2 separate regions of the Sus scrofa genome follow, and region 1 is linked to region 2. Evidence: chromatin contacts called from public HiChIP or PLAC-seq data. All regions are on one chromosome and are shown on one strand. Each heading gives the region's core, a stretch centred on a gene start, on an enhancer-like site or on the middle of the called end of the contact. The rest is flanking DNA. Distances are from core to core; before and after follow the strand shown.

Evidence for each region. HiChIP or PLAC-seq counts read pairs in DNA pulled down with a chosen protein or histone mark.
Region 1: an H3K27ac HiChIP or PLAC-seq map of skeletal muscle shows a contact between it and region 2. The contact joins the promoter of RHBDD1 here to the promoter of IRS1 in region 2. A contact is called at or near these places in 2 of 47 Hi-C or Micro-C datasets (fibroblasts and skeletal muscle) and 2 of 2 datasets of contacts at active chromatin or transcription factors (alveolar macrophages and skeletal muscle).

Annotation. Positions count from the first base shown.
Region 1 is chr15:128,343,143-128,348,508 of Sscrofa11.1, reverse strand. It overlaps RHBDD1 (rhomboid-related protein 4), which reads right to left and starts at 2,194. Exons shown (of 7, transcript XM_021075277.1): 1 at 2,105-2,194.
Region 2 is chr15:128,304,255-128,309,507 of Sscrofa11.1, reverse strand. It overlaps IRS1 (insulin receptor substrate 1), which reads left to right and starts at 2,224. Exons shown (of 2, transcript NM_001244489.1): 1 at 2,224-5,253. The coding sequence starts at 2,224.

The sequences.
Region 1 (5,366 bases), core at 945-3,444, 39 kb before region 2:
CCTTTGAAAAACAAATGCTTTATGATGGGACAGTGTTAAGTTCACAGTAGCATTAATAAAAATTATTTCTAGAAGCTGATATCCAAACTGACTTATGTTCATCTGAAAACCCTCTCACTCACAATACCCAGAAGCCACTGCTTGGCCCTGGGAGCAGGGAACGCTGATCAAAGTGTTGTTTCAGCCACAGTGTGGCACTAACTCTTCTTCTCAACATCACAATGAGTCTAGGCTTTAGGGAAACTGCTTCAAATCCTGACTTCTCTTTATCCCGCACCCCCACCCCAAAAAGGAAGGAAAAAATTATAAGTAAACACTGCAACTGACGTTCTGTAAAAACAGCATATGGGGGGGGCGTATCTAACTGAACTCCTGTGACGCTTCTAGAAAACAGGGTAAGAGGACCTGACGAGCGAGGCCTTCTTTGCGATCGTGGAGCTGTATGACATGTGGGAAGGAAAGATAAGGAAACATCGTCAGTCTGGCCTCTTGCTCCAAGTCTCTGCTCCCTAATTCTTCTCAACTCTTAAGACTAAGGCTGATCTCTAGTCAGTTACCCAGTCTACCTTTTTTACCAAATTCTGGGCCAAAGTAAGATACATAACTCAGCTCGATACCAAAAGGCCAAAGAATTAAAAACTACTCTTTAACACAATTACTAATGTAGTTCTTTAACAGGCTACACCATTGGGCTAATCAGTACATACTACTATAACTTTTCACTAAATATCCTACATCCAACAACCTCAACTGTATACAATGTAAGAATCCATAAGCAAATAAATTGCCCAGAGGGGAGAGCGATATTCCTACAGCTCCTATCTAACCCAAGGAAGAATCCTTCCAGCATCCTCTATGTACTCATTTTAGACAGTTCTAACAAGTTACTTGATCATATCTCATTTTTGAGTGTTTTCTAGGTGTGTTAAACATTTTTCCTGCATACTCACATTGAATACTTTCAACCCTATGAAGTAAACTTTAACTTGTCTCAGGCCCTACACCTAGGAAAAGCTTCACCTGGATTCAAATTCCCTTCTGCGACTCCACAATGGTTATTCTTTATCACGACAGCCGGTAATTCCCAAACTTTAGCACCCAGGTGCATTGGGATCAACTGGAAGTCCTGTTAAAATGGATTTCTCATTCATTTAGTCTGGGGTAAGACTCCAAAATTTGCATTTCCAACAAGTTCCCAGGTGATGTTAATGCTGGTAGTCTTGGGACAATTTAGACTCCAATGCACCGCATTCTTCTAAGATAACTTGCTTTCCAAAGTCCTGCCACACTAGTAACAAATTAGTTGTTAGATTTAAAGGTTATTAGAACCAGAAAAAAAAGGAAAAAAAAGGCATATAAATGTGAAATATTAAACAGATTTAAAAAAAAAAAAAAAGCAATTCCAAAGAGAAAAAAAAAAAACAGCAGCAAAGCCCAGCCCTCACTACAGAGGGACCCACCCACCATGATGACTAAACCACGACTACGCAATAATTTTAATGGTAATCCCGAGTCTTCAAAATAATTTATGCTCGGTTTGCAAAAACAAGCAAAAGACCGGATTCTGGAGAAGTTTTAAGGCCTGGACAGAAAAGGGTTAAATACACTTCGTGTATTTCCGATGCCCTATTAAGAGAAACACCACTACTTAGGAGTGTTTGCAACACACTTGTTCAGAGAAATCGCGTTACGCTTTAGAGAAACTGAAACTGCAAGCTGTTGCTGATGCAACATCGCTTCAAACTTCCCGCTTTCGAAAGGAAACCTTTAATTCCCACCTCATCCCCCCACAGAGCGAGCCCTGTCCTCCCAGCCCCTCCGCTCGTCGTTCCCGGGGCGATCGGCCTCGAGCAGAGACCAGGTCAACAAGACCGGGCCCCCAGTAGAGTCGCTCCGGGAAAGCCCCTCTCGGTTCTCCGTCGGAACAAGAGCTCCCAGGATGCGGAGGCTGCGCCTCCAACTCCGCCCCCGGTCCTGCCTCGGCCTCGGGAGGCGCTGCCCGCCGCCCCCAGCCCCTCGCAGCCGCCCGCGGTCCCACGAAAGGACCAGAGAGACCGCGCTGAATAACCGACAGCAAAAGTGCCAAACAGATGCGGAAACTCACGCTCTCTACGGCCCGCCTGCGTCCCCACGTCTTCGCGACCGCGTGCGTCATCACGCAGGGCCGCCGGCTCCGGGGCGCTCCAGGGCCCCGCGGCCTGAGGGGCGGGGAGAGAACGTGATTGACAGAGGCGCAGCCCGCGCCGCCGGTGCGGGGCGGGGGAGGACGGTCCTGCCGCGCGGGAGGAGGCGCATGCTCAGTTGCGCGCGCGCCCGCGCTCCTGTCTCTGTTGGCAGGACCTTCGGACCGCGTGCGACGGCGGTGGTCTCCAGGAAGCTCTTTGGATACATCAGGGAAAGAACTGCGCTGAGCGCGGTGCGAAGGGCAGGTACCTTCGCCGGTTCCTCCAAGGGCCAAGTGGCACGCGGACAATAATATTCCTTCCTGCCATAAGTAACTGGCCGCCTACCACGCGTAAAGCAAGCAAAAGCCTTGCATTCGAAGGGCAGACGCGGGGTTGAGAAGCAGCGAGTGAGGCGCATCGTGGCTGAGAAACTGCCCTTTTGGGCGCCAGCTCTGCCGCAAGGCCAAGACCTGCTGCCTGGAGGAGTCACATACTACTTGTGAAGGGGTTGGCCGAAGAGGCAGAAATCATAATTTATCAGACAGCGGTACAGCTGCCCATCTCCTATTTCAGGTTACAAAGTAGGCCAGCAAAAGAAGATCGAGGGTGTACTTTAAACTCCCCAAAGCTTCTGTCTGAGGCTGCATTTCTTTGTCCATTTAAAGGTTTTAGGGGTAAATTATCTCTATTAATGTATCATTTGATGCAGAACTTTATGGTTCTGCTTCTGGTCTGGAACAAGCTTTATGTTCCATTGTAGGAGTTTGGTTAAGTTAAATGCTGTTTTCATGCAATATGAAAAGTATTTTTTTTTTTTTTTTTTTTTTAAGGGCCGCACCTGTGACATTTGAAAGTTCCCAGGCTAGGGGTCTAATGGGCGCTACAGCTGCTGGCCTACACCACAGCCACAGCAATGTCAGATCCCAGTGGCATCTGAGACCTACACCTCAGCTCATGCAGCACTGGATCCTAACCACTGAGCAAGGTCAGAAGTCAAACCCGCATGCTCATGGAGACTAGTCCAGTTAGTTACCACTGAGCCACCAGTGGAACTCCAGAAAATATCTTATTTGATACAAAATTTTCTAATAACTAGGGGGGAAGATAGGCCTTTTGCAAGGAATAGATAAAATGCAGGTGGTTTTATGCAGCTCTGTATTTATTGAAAGTTGTGGCAGCTGTGTTTAGATAGTCTACTTAAAAAGTGCCTAAATCAGAAGAGCTTTGATGATCATTTGTATTGCAAGAATTCTTCATGGAATTGTTTATTTTGGTGTTTGAAATTTAAATGAAGATTTGGTACACGTGCAGGGTTTATAAGACTTTCAAGTGATAAAGAAGAATCATAATAATTTGCAAGTATGTTCCATGAGCCTTACAAGTTATCCCTTTCTTCTAAAACTAATATGCTCATCAGAAAGTTTGCCTGACGGTGAGAACCTGCATTTCTGGAAATAGAAAATCCGCTGAAAAGTAAAGGTGAATTACCAATAAAATATTTTGTATATTTCCCTAGAAAAAAAATGATTTCTCAAAAAGAAGAGATTCCCCTTTATCCTGAGCCATGACCATATGCATCAATTTAATGCTAATTCTTTTTTTTTTTTTTTTTTTTTTTTTTTTGTCTGCTTTTCTAGGTCTGCTCCCTCCACATATGGAGGGTCCCAGGCTAGGGGTTGAATCGGAGCTGTAGCCACCAGCCTAGGCCAGAGCCACAGCAACATGGGATCTGAGCCACGTCTGTGACCTACACCACCGTTCATGGCAACGCTGTATCCTTAACCCACTGAGCAAGGCCAGGGACTGAACCCACCACCTCATGGTTCCCAGTCAGATTTGTTCACCACTGCGCCACAACGGGAACTCCAAATCTAATTCTTATCTTCCATTCTCTAATACCATTCACGCCTTTCTGTAATTGAATCATTTTTCTTGTCCTGATCTAAATATATCAAATACAGAGGTGATTTTAAGGGAGCCACAAATCAAGGCTCAGTACAGTATTCTTATAAAAGCATCACTATATATAGGGGTTGAGAATATACTTAATTATATTCAATTTCAAATATTAATGAAAATTTTATAGTCATTTAAGAGAAATGTCTGGCTTTTTAAAAATGAACTTTTTGTCCCATATATTTCACTGAGCAGAAAGGAGTTTTTTTAAGCCTCTCGAAATTAGCATGTATCATAGTCAATCTCCATTAAATTGAAAAAACAGGTTACTTGGATAATAATTGTATACCTTAAAGAATGTGTGTGGTAGTCAGCAGGATCCTTTCACTGAGGCAAGTCTTTGAAAACCAAAGACTTAGTGCCTGAAGAAGTCCTTTTACATAAAAGTCATGTAGTTATTAGATTACCTTGTAAGATAATGATTCCTGAAAGTTTAATAGTATTCGTGTATCTTAATTGTGAGAAACGGCAGTGTCATGCACCATATGTGTAATATTTAAGACCTGTGTCATAGCCCAGACAATTTTCTATTTTTATCAAAGTTTTGAGGGAGAACCACAATACCTGGAATTAAGCCATCCCACTTCAATGCGTGTTCCTAAAATGTTCTTGAGTACAGAGCAGTTGTGGTCACAACCTTTGTACAGTTCACAAATCTAGAATTGGTACTGGCAGGGTGGAAGATGAGTATCATTCTCAGCTTTCAAAACCTCTGCTGAAGGCGAGAAAACATCTGGCAACAACACCATAAGCAAGTAACACAAGTGGATTTTTTTTTTTTTTTAAGAGGAGTTTGGTAACTAGTTGCTTTTAATGGATCTAGTATTTTTTATACCCAACACTGTAGGGAAAGATGTATGAAACTCATCAAAGAATTTATAGCTTTATTGTTATGGAAAAGCTTGCAAATTAATACAAAAACAACTTGGAGTTCCTGTCATGGTGCAGCAGAAACAAATCCAACTAGGAACCATGAGGTTGGGGGTCCAATCCCTGGCCTCGCTCAGTGGGTTAAGGATCCAACATTGCCGTGAGATGTGGTGTGGGTTGCAGACATAGCTCAGATCCAGCATTACTGTGGCTGTGGCGTAGGCCAGCAGCTACAGCTCCGATTCGACCCCTAGCCTAGGAATCTCCATATGCCACAGTGTGGTCCTTTTAAAAAGCAAAAAAAAAAAATACAAGAACAACTTAAGACCTGTGCAGGTAAGTACCAAAATTGCATTATATATTATATGATAAAAA
Region 2 (5,253 bases), core at 975-3,474:
CAAGCAGAGGGCAGCCTGCTTGTTTACAGGTCAGCTTAAAAAAACACAAAAACTTTAGGGGATCATTTGCTTGTGGTGAGCCTGATACCGCAAGGTAACTGTGTAAGAGTCTGTCCTTCTCATGAAGAACTCATTTTCCTGTACAGTTGAGCTGGCACCATTCTTGTTTTCTCCCGATTATCCTTGTGGTCAAGGGTAAAAACGTTATGGGGTGGTTCAGTGGGTGTGGAAGCTGTGTGTGAAACAAACACTTCAGGCAGTATTTACATAGTAGGGTTTTGGCCTTACAAACCCTCTGTAGGTCCCTAACATCTTTTGGAAGTCATAAATAGATTTCGGAGTATGACGAGGGGCTGGCGTCTCATTTTTCTCCCCAAGCCTTCATCCCAAGGTGCGAATCCCCGCCCCCTCGCTGGGGGTGGGGTGGGGAAAAGGAGAAACTGGATATTTACGTTTTCTTCCTAATTGATCTGCTGCTAACACCGCAACGCGGGAGGTACAACGCTTCTCAGAGATCCCTCTTGTTCTCGAGTGCCCATAACCCCCCAATCACTGCCCTTGGGCGTTCCTTTGAGGTACCTCACTGCCGCAAATGCGGGGATTCCAAGGTGGAAGGCTGGCTCCTAAGTCCTTTAGAAAACCTCGCAAAAACAAAGATTTCACTATGGCCTATCACCCTGAAACTGAAATCCAGCTTTTATATTTCCAGGGAGAAAAAACCTCCCTCCGGAAGAGTCGATCTTACCTGTTAGGAAAGATTTAGCCCAGCTCCCGCGCCCCCTCCTCCCGGACCCTCCCAGGCTAGGCTCTGTAGCCGCAGTGCCCGCCCCCCAACTCCCCGCCCGTCGCCCCCCACCCTCACTCCTGCGTCTTCCCGAGTTCGGCACACGCACACCCCCCGTTTTCCCAGATTCCCCTCGTGCTTTCGGGTAGCCACCCAAACACCCCCGCCCGCGCCCGCGGCGGGGATTCCTGCGGGCCGGGGGCACCCTGGGTGGCGCTCGGGGAGGAAGGCTCTGCGCCAGGGCGGGCGGCCGCGCAGGGGCGCTGCCCGAGCGCAGCGCTGAAGCCGGCGCGGGCGCCTCTGCGGCACGACCGGGGGGCGGAGAGGGGCGGGCGCGGGGCGGGCTCAACCGGGAATGTAGAGACCCAGGCGGGAGCCTCCCGGCGGCGGCGGCGGCAGCCGGGCTGCGGAGCGCGGAGGCTCCATCACGTGTTTCTCTCCTGAGTGAGACGGCGGCGCGGTCGGAGGGGGCCGACGCGCAGAGCCAGACGCCGCTGCTTGTTTTGGTTGGGGCTCTCGGCAACTCTCCGAGGAGGAGGGAGGCGGGGAGAAGTAACTGCTGCAGCAGCGCCTCCCGGGGAAGAGGCGTCTTCCCCGACTCCTTCCCCAACCTCCCCCCTTGCCTCCCGCCCTCGTCCCCTCCCCTCCTCCCCTGCCGACTGGAGCGAGGGGCAGGGATGAGCCTGTCCCTCCGGCGCGTCCCCAGCTCCCCAGTAGCGTTTTGCGTGGAAAAGCCACTTTCTTCGCCTGTGGAGATGGGCCCGAATGGGGGCTGCAGAGGACGCGTCCGCGGGCGGCGGCAGCAGCAGCAGCAACAGCCGCAGCGCCGCGGTCTCTGCGACTGAGCTGGTATTTGGGCGGCTGGTGGCGGCGGGGACGGTTGGGGGGTGGGAGGAGGCGGAGGAGGAGGCGAAGGAGAAGGAGGAGGGAGAACCCCGTGCAACGTTGGGACTTGGCAGCTCGCCTCCCCCTGCCCAAGGATATTTAATTTGCCTCGGGAATCGCTACTTCCAGAGGGGAACTCAGGAGGGAAGGCGCGCGTGCCTGGAGGGGCAACGCGGGGACCCCCGGCCGCCGCCGCCTGCGCGCCGGACTCCAGCCCTGGCGGCGAGCGATGCATCTTCTCTCCTTCCCAGCCGCGGCGGCTGAGAAGAGATTTGGCTCCCCGAGGATCCGGGCTGCACTCACGCCGGACGCGCTGCCTCCCCCCAGGGCATGAAACGCCAGTAAACTCCGGTCGGGGCTATCTCCTTGGCGCAGCTGCTGCGTCCTCCCTCGGCTGCCCCTCCCCGGCGCGGAGGGCGGCGTGGATTTCGGAGTCGGGGTTTCTGCCGCCTCCAGCCCTGTTTGCATGTGCGGGGCCGCGGCGAGGAGCCTCCGCCCCCCACCCGGTTGTTTTTCGGCGCCTCCCTCTCCTCGGCGGCGGTGGCGGCGGCAGCATGGCGAGCCCTCCCGAGACGGATGGCTTCTCGGACGTGCGCAAGGTGGGCTACCTGCGCAAACCCAAGAGCATGCACAAGCGCTTTTTCGTGCTGCGGGCGGCCAGCGAGGCTGGGGGCCCCGCGCGCCTCGAGTACTACGAGAACGAGAAGAAGTGGCGGCACAAGTCGAGCGCCCCCAAACGCTCGATCCCCCTGGAGAGCTGCTTCAACATCAACAAGCGGGCGGATTCCAAGAACAAGCACCTGGTGGCCCTCTACACCCGGGACGAGCACTTTGCCATCGCGGCGGACAGCGAGGCCGAACAGGACAGCTGGTACCAGGCCCTCCTGCAGCTGCACAACCGTGCCAAGGGCCACCACGACGGGGCCGCAGGCCCCGGGGCGGGAGGCGGTGGGGGCAGCTGCAGTGGCAGCTCTGGCCTCGGCGAGGCTGGGGAGGACTTGAGCTACGGAGACGTGCCCCCAGGACCCGCCTTCAAGGAGGTTTGGCAGGTGATCCTGAAACCCAAAGGCCTGGGTCAGACAAAGAACCTGATTGGCATCTACCGCCTCTGCCTGACCAGCAAGACCATCAGTTTCGTGAAGCTGAACTCGGAGGCGGCGGCTGTGGTGCTGCAGCTGATGAACATCAGGCGCTGTGGCCACTCAGAGAACTTCTTCTTCATCGAAGTGGGCCGTTCTGCAGTGACGGGACCCGGGGAGTTTTGGATGCAGGTGGATGATTCTGTGGTGGCCCAGAATATGCATGAGACAATCCTGGAGGCCATGCGGGCCATGAGCGATGAGTTCCGCCCTCGAAGCAAGAGCCAGTCCTCCTCTAACTGCTCCAACCCCATCAGTGTACCTCTGCGCAGGCACCACCTCAACAACCCTCCGCCCAGCCAGGTGGGGCTGACCCGCCGCTCACGCACAGAGAGCATCACTGCCACCTCCCCGGCCAGCTTGGTGGGCGGGAAGCAGGGCTCCTTCCGCGTCCGTGCGTCCAGTGATGGGGAAGGCACCATGTCTCGCCCCGCCTCTGTGGACGGCAGTCCTGTGAGCCCTAGCACCAACAGGACTCACGCCCACCGGCATCGAGGCAGCTCCCGGCTGCACCCGCCTCTTAACCACAGCCGCTCTATTCCCATGCCTTCCTCTCGCTGCTCACCCTCCGCCACCAGCCCGGTCAGCCTGTCGTCCAGCAGCACCAGCGGCCATGGCTCCACCTCGGACTGTCTCTTCCCGCGGCGGTCTAGTGCTTCTGTGTCCGGGTCCCCCAGTGACGGCGGTTTCATCTCTTCCGATGAGTATGGCTCTAGCCCCTGTGATTTCCGAAGTTCCTTCCGCAGTGTCACGCCGGATTCCCTGGGCCACACCCCGCCCGCCCGCGGTGAGGAGGAGCTGAGCAACTACATCTGCATGGGGGGCAAGGGGGCCTCCACCCTCGCTGCCCCCAATGGCCACTACATTTTGCCTCGGGGTGGCAATGGCCACCGCTGCCTCCCAGGAGCTGGCTTGGGCACGAGCCCAGCCCTGACCGGGGAGGAAGCAGGCCCTGCATCTGATCTGGATAATCGGTTCCGAAAGCGGACTCACTCTGCTGGCACATCCCCTACTATTTCCCACCAGAAGACCCCATCCCAGTCCTCTGTGGCTTCCATTGAGGAATATACAGAGATGATGCCGGCCTACCCACCAGGAGGTGGCAGTGGAGGCCGGATGCCCAACTACCGGCACTCCGCCTTCGTGCCCACCCACTCCTACCCTGAGGAGGGTCTGGAAATGCACCCCTTGGAGCGGCGTGGGGGTCACCACCGCCAAGACACCTCCAGCCTCCACACCGATGATGGCTACATGCCCATGTCCCCAGGAGTAGCCCCAGTGCCCGGCACCCGAAAGGGCAGTGGGGACTACATGCCCATGAGCCCCAAGAGCGTGTCTGCCCCGCAGCAGATCATCAACCCCATCAGACGCCACCCCCAGAGAGTGGACCCCAATGGCTACATGATGATGTCCCCCAGCGGCAGCTGCTCTCCTGACATTGGAGGTGGTCCCAGCAGCGGGGGCAGCAGCAGCGGTGCCGCCCCTTCTGGGAGCAGCTATGGCAAGTTATGGACAAATGGGGTAGGGGGCCACCACTCTCACGCCCTGCCACACCCCAAACTCCCCGTGGAGAGCAGTAGTGGCAAGCTCTTGTCTTGTACAGGTGACTACATGAACATGTCGCCAGTGGGGGACTCCAACACCAGCAGCCCTTCCGACTGCTACTATGGCCCCGAGGATCCCCAGCACAAGCCAGTCCTCTCCTACTACTCATTGCCAAGGTCCTTCAAGCACACGCAGCGCCCCGGGGAGCTGGAGGAGAGCGCCAGGCACCAGCACCTCCGCCTTTCCTCCAGCTCCGGTCGGCTTCTCTATGCTGCGGCAGCAGAAGATTCGTCGTCATCCACCAGCAGCGACAGCCTGGGCGGGGGATACTGTGGGGCTAGGCCCGAGCCCGGCCTCCCGCATCTCCATCATCAGGTCCTGCAGCCCCATCTGCCTCGAAAGGTGGACACAGCAGCCCAGACCAACAACCGCCTGGCTCGGCCCACGAGGCTGTCCCTGGGGGATCCCAAGGCCAGCACCTTACCTCGGGCCCGAGAGCAGCCGCCACAGCCGGCCCTGCTGCACCCTCCGGAACCCAAAAGTCCAGGGGAATATGTGAATATTGAATTTGGGGGCGATCAGCCGGGCTACTTATCAGGCCCGGTGGCGTCCCACAGCGCGCCTTCGGTGAGATGTTCATCGCAGCTCCAGCCAGCTCCCAGAGAAGAGGAGACTGGCGCCGAAGAGTACATGAACATGGACCTGGGGCCAGGCCGGAGGGCGATCTGGCAGGAGAGCGCTGGGGTCCAGCCCGGCAGGGTGGGCCCCGCCCCCCCGGGAGCTGCTAGCGTGTGCAGGCCGACCCGGGCGGTGCCCAGCAGCCGGGGTGACTACATGACCATGCAGATGGGTTGTCCCCGTCAGAGCTACGTGGACACCTCGCCAGTGGCCCCCATCAGC